Linked DNA regions of Anser cygnoides: region 2 is linked to region 1. A link is a contact called in public Hi-C data. All regions are on one chromosome and are shown on one strand. The core of a region is the stretch at or near the end of the contact, and the rest is flanking DNA. Distances in the headings are between cores, read along the strand shown.

The links. Hi-C and Micro-C count contacts between places; a contact is called where the count stands out from the background.
Region 2: a Hi-C map of liver shows a contact between it and region 1, with 2.5 times the contacts expected there. The contact joins two enhancer-like sites. A contact is called at or near these places in 2 of 7 Hi-C or Micro-C datasets (both in liver).

Annotation. Positions count from the first base shown.
Region 1 is chr3:34,172,065-34,174,982 of Taihu_goose_T2T_genome, forward strand. The region is part of intron 2 of LOC106029742 (a long non-coding RNA gene); the gene reads right to left. Among named protein-coding and RNA genes, the nearest start is that of VEGFA, 88 kb to the right of the region's middle. Within about 2 kb of position 1,332, at least 1 of the 3 cell types and tissues checked has open chromatin away from gene starts, as enhancers often do. A contact at or near this core is called in liver, where this site is marked.
Region 2 is chr3:34,325,444-34,328,388 of Taihu_goose_T2T_genome, forward strand. No RefSeq gene overlaps it. Among named protein-coding and RNA genes, the nearest start is that of MRPS18A, 46 kb to the right of the region's middle. Within about 2 kb of position 1,373, at least 2 of the 3 cell types and tissues checked have open chromatin away from gene starts, as enhancers often do. A contact at or near this core is called in liver, where this site is marked.

The DNA.
Region 1 (2,918 bases), core at 82-2,581:
GGGAGTCCCTGGCACTAGAGGTTCAAGAAATCCTGGCCACTCCTGGCAAAAATCCTGGCAGAAATTCTCTCCCCCACACTCCCCCTCTCTTCAGTCAGGGATGTGTTTTGCCTCCCAAGATAGTTCGTATCAGGCCATCACACATTTGCCTGTGATTCCCTCTCCATTTCAGGTGGCTTTAGTATCAAAACTTTCTAACAAGGGTATCCTAGGTCCTGCTTAGATCATCTTTCTTCTATCCTCCTAGCGCCATGTCCTGCCCAAAGATGTTCTCCAGTGCTCATTTCATTTGTTCATGAGCCTTTTACAATATTAGACTTTCTCGTCCACACACCATTCTCCCTCCCCACTCTCCCTCTGATCCCCTCAATAATTTTCTTTTTTTTCCTTGTCCTTTTCTCTCAGTAAGTGCTCAGCTCTCATATTCACAGAACACAATTGGTTTTGTTATATATCTGCAGTTTTGTCTTTCACAATAGTTGCTTGGAGGGTAAATTCTCTGCAGATTTAAATAACATGCCAATGTCTAAACATATACAACACTGAAAAAAAAAAAAAAAAAAAGCAAACTCATGTAGCTGTAAATCAAACAGCCAGACAGAGTTAGTGGTCCCATCTCTAAACTCTCTGTCTTCATTCCACTTTAGTAAGATGGAAGTGGTGCTAGCTCCTTCCTCTTTTCGCAAGGTCTGCAGTAAGGGGAAATGTCTTCATGTTTGTGAACTGCTCAGATTTGGAGTGAAAGTGTCACAGAAAAACCCATGAGGAAATGTAATCCGTTTGCACTCTATGCAAAGCTTAAGTGGTGTTTAGTAAACAAGGTCTGAGGTCAAGTGATGAGGGTAAGAAAAAATTCTGAATAGTTACCCAGTGAGTTCAGTGATGATCTACCCCATACAGTGACCATTCTGTGACTGTAACACAATGCAGATTCATATAGAAGGCTGAATTGCATGAAGAATCATGATTTTGCATGAACAATCATGATTTTAGCACTTCCCATTTCTGAGCATTTCATGTTTCCAGCCACAGTGTTTTTTTAATGTCATTTTTAAGAGGTAATAAGGACACTGAGAATACAGAAACGAGTGTCTATCTATCTGAAATACTCTGCAGTTAACATATTTAGAAAGGCAGAACTTGGTTATCCACCTGTCCTCTGTGACAATACAGAATTGAACTTTATGAGATACATGCCACGTTACCTCCTCTGAAAGCTTCAGGCAAAGATCTGGAGGAAATGTTCATATTCTTGTGCACTTATTTGTTTAACCTTTTCCCCACGATATTCAGGTTAAATTTTCCCTTAACCCCATTCCTCCTCCCCCCCTTAAACCTTTACAAACAGGCAAGCACCATGTTAAAGATTCTTTGTCCTGGCTGCTCAGAAACCAGTAAGTGCAAGCAGGTATTAACATGCACCCATAAACACAGTCAGCCAATACAGAGCCAAACCAAGCAGGTTTGGGGCATTGTCCCATTGCAGTCTTCAAAAACCTGGACATGGCTGATCCCTCCAGGCCCTCAGTCCCTGCTGTCACTTTGCTGGAACACCATCCAGGTTATCACTGCCTCCCTGGCCTGGTATGCTACAGATTTCGGATCAAGATTGTAACTTCCTGGTTGTGTTTTGCGCGCGCTTTGTGCCAGCGAGACCAAACTCCACTGACCGTCCTTGTAGCCATACTGCATGCCAAGATCTTATCACATCTGTTCCACGTATCGGCCCACCTCCTGCCTTCCATTTCTTGAGCCCCACATCTGGCTTTCACCAACACACTCACAAGTTCTCTCACTATCACCTGCCAAAGGTTTCCTGCCTTCTCATAGGCTGTGTGTTTTGGGTTGATTAACAGGTGTTTGCTTTCTGTTTGTTTGGTTTTTATCCCCTAGATGAAAATGTTATTTTTTTGCCTGGCTCTCTGCTCCTCCAAAGTCACATTGTATTTGTTCTCTGCCTAAACTTGCTCTTGCAATTCAGCACAGTTAAGTAGCATTCGTTAATGCCATTAATGGGCTTTTAACTCCCCGCAACCCGATTAATAGTGGAGATATTAAGTACACCCAGAAGTAATGTTTACAAAAGCACCCATGTGATTTAGAAGCATGAGTCCTGTCAAATGTCTCCGCGTCAGCTTTGCCTTTGAAAGTGAACTTCACAGTCTGGCATGGACCCAGAGAGGTGGGAGCACCGGAGCAGGCTCATTTTTTTGGGTGCCCTTTTTTTATTTATTTATTGCAAGCCTATCCCTCTATAGTGTGACATTGGGGTTAGCATCAAATCAAAGTTGATTTGCGTACTTCGAGATTTTTTTCTTCCCTCCCTAACTGCTGGCAGTTTTTACAGGATCTTGTTTTCTGCCTTACTTCCTGCTCAGCCACTCGTTTTGCCCTTGTGTTTTTAAGAAAGCAATGGGGACTCTCTGTCACTTCAGGCTCTGTCTCCTTTATGTGGGGATAAAGTCTCCAGTATTACTTGTTTTTTTCAACCTCTATTTGTAAAATCCTTTCATCTTTCCTTGGCAGCAAGAACTCCCTTCGCATTCCTCTTGCATGCACCCTTTCCCTGCAGCAGGTAATGGCTGAGCATTCAGATTTGGTTGCTTTCCCTGCAGCAAAGGATATTAACATATCTAAATAAATACACCTGTTTATGCAGGAGCCAGACAGGCATCCACAACAGACAAGGCTTGCTCTGTCCTCTGAATGCTCCTCTCTCTAGTAAGCCTCACAAATGCCTTATCTCAACTGAGCCACCCTCAGTTTGCTTTCAGACCCCTGTATGGACCAGTCCCAGTTCTGAGAGAAGAACAAGACGACACCTAGCTTCCTTCTTGGGCTCCTCCTACAGGAAGGGATTGTTTACACCTTGATGCATACGAATAATTTCCCAGAACAGTGGGTAGCTACGTGGTGCT
Region 2 (2,945 bases), core at 123-2,622, 150 kb after region 1:
GCACCGGTTGATCTCTGCATCAGCTGATGGTTTTGTGTTGTAAATCCTCTCTGGCTGGAGCTCGGGCACACAGGCTGTTGTGTGTAAGTGGTTGGAGGTGTTGCTGCAGCCCTGAAGGGCCATGCCATAACCCCCTTTACCACCAGCACAGTCTCTCCAGCCCCAGAGCACCGCTTTTGGAGGGTGGGATGGGGAACGCATAAAAAGGTACCTTTTGGGAAGGGAGATGGAAGGACAGTCCAGGCACCAGGCTGGGGAAAGGCATTTTTACCATCTCCCAGCCCCACTCTGTGTTCTGGCAGAGCTGTGGAAATTCACCTGCAGTGTTACATCATGAGGGCCTGGCTCAGAAAGCTGAAAGGCTTCACCTCACCAGAGTCAGGCACTCGAGCACCAGCTGCGGGCGCAGCAGCATGGCTGGAAAGGTACTGAGGCCACGGTGACTCACAGGTAGGAGTCACGTCAGGAAGGGGATACCAGCTTGTATCGCCGTCCCCTCCCAGTTCGGTTTCAGTGGTTGCTGCTTGGCTCCTGCTGGTGGCATTTTCCATGCAAACTTGGCAGCGACACCAGTGCCCAGGATTAGCTTCCTCTGCAGGGGGAAGGGAAAGGCAGGTGATACTTGGGGTCGTGCCAGGCTGATCCTCACACAGAAAGACAATCTGGCTCCCTCTGGGCTCCGATGCTTTCTCTTGCCTCGTCCCAGAAGGGCTTCCTAAAACCCAAGTACGTTGCTCCTGGTGGCAGTGTTGCAGCCTGGACTGGCGTGATGCTACGGCAGTGAGGGGCATGGCAGGACCACCCCACCATGGCTGTCATGACCGGCTTGTTTCTGGGGCTCATCATCCCTCCCCGGCGTGCCCCTGCTCCCCCTGCCTTGCTCGGGCACCACACACACGCCAGACCTCCCAACAGCTGCAAACTCTCACTGCTTGTACAGAAAACAGCAGGCCAGCAACCGCCCTCTGTTTTCTTTTAGCTTAAATATGATAAATGTCAGAGAAAAGATGAGGAATTACTTTGGCCTGAGGTTCAGGACAGACAGCAGCAGATGTCAGGCCATGGGCAGATTTAGGGTGATGCCTTGCCTCATGCTATATTAAAGAGCATTGGTGTCTTGCCCCAGGAAAGGGGTACTGCCGCCTTCCCCAAGGCACCAGGTTAAGCATCAGATCTGCAGAGCCTCAAGGCTGCCTAACACAGCACTGAGCTCAAAATCATGATTTAGCCTGGTGGAAGATGCTGTGCAAGGAGCATCTGGGGGTGAGGGGCTGCAAATGGAGACTGAGGTACCCCAGCTCCAGCAGGCTTCGGGAGCTGCGGGACATGAGTGAGGAAAGAGACTTCGGACAGGATTAGCTGCAGGTGGGAATGAAGAACATGGGCTGAGCTGCAGGGAGGACATTTCCACAGCTGCTGTTTGCAATGTGCCCGGCTCTTGCCTCTGCTCGTGGTCTACTCACCTCTCACGAGCCACAGTTGTTTGTTTGTTTGCAGTGATTTCAAACCCAAGAGCAAAGCCTGAGCTGCCTGGAGCAGTGCTGCTGTCCGCTCCCACCAGCTGACCTCACATGTGTGCATGCAGGAGGAGGTATGTACACCATACTGCAGCCATCCAGGACCTGCTGCTTTAAACTCCAGCCATAGGTGTTGCATCAGGTTATGTAAAGTTCAGTTGCATCACGCACTGTTGCACAATGCAGCCTGCTCCTGACAGCGTGCCAGGCCCCGGCTTCATTCATCGATCAGGTCTCGTCGGCCGGAGCAAGCTGGCCAGGAGAAAGGTGCCTGCTCCTTGGGGTACCCTGCTGTGGAAGCCACCTCTTCCAGCTCACGACACCCTCCCAAAATGCGGGGGCAGAGCTGCCACCCAGGTCCGTGTTGCCATCATCACCAGCCATCATTATGACAGAACATTGGCACCAGGGCTCCATGAGAGTACAAGGCATGAGCTGCTCACCTGGCCACCCAGAGCAGGAACCATCTCTCCTCAGTGAGCTCCCCGCCACACATCCCCTGGCGTTGTGGGAGCCAGCACCATCCTGCCACAGTAAGTCATCAAAAATGTGCCATTTCAGAGCCATGTGCCCATCCCACTGTTGGTGTCCCCATATGGTACCTTGTGCAGGTGGTGCCGGGCAGCCTGGCATGGCATTGAGCCCGGCTGGTGCAGCCCCTCTGCCTCCATCCCCGCTGTATTTGTGTCCCTGTGGTCTGCAGAAACCATCAGGCATGGGCCAGGGCACTGCACCAGCTTGAGCAGTTCAAGCCCTAGGCTGATGGAAAAGATGGAGATGGGAATGGCCCATCCAAAGCAGCTGGATATAAGAGAACATCAGGAGCACATCTGAAACATGAAGGGGTTTAGAGGCAGCACCTAAACACCCAGGCCCATCTCCAGAGAGCTCCTGACCCCCACTGGGCTCCTGTGCATCTCCTCTCCCCGGACGTGCTGCGACACCCGTGGTGGCAGGCTTGGCGGTGTTGAGCTGCCAGTGGACTCATTGCTATTGTGTGAAATGCTCCCTTCTTGCCAAATGGCTCCCCTCCTCTGCTAGCAGCGCAATCCCGCGATGACCCACTCCAGGGTGCGGCAGTGCAAGCAGTGGCCCATCCACCGGGCTGAACTGGGTGGAAGCCCTGCGGCATGGGAGGGTCTCCTCTGGGAAGGGTGCGGGGGGACCTACCTGCGCAGAGAGGTGCTCTGTCCCCCTCCAGTGGCAGAGGCCTTCAGGAAGCAGCAGCCAGGCTTCGCTCTCCCAGTTCGCCAGGCCACAGCCATCTCTCGTGCTTTTGGCAGCAGAGCCTGGGCACTCAGGTCCTGCTGGTGGTGGCAATGCCATGTGTCGTAGCCGTGGTGGGCTCCAAAGCCACCAAGGCATCATGCCAAGGAAGTCCCATCCAGGAAGATGCCCCGGCAGGACATCCTGTCACCCGTAGGAGAC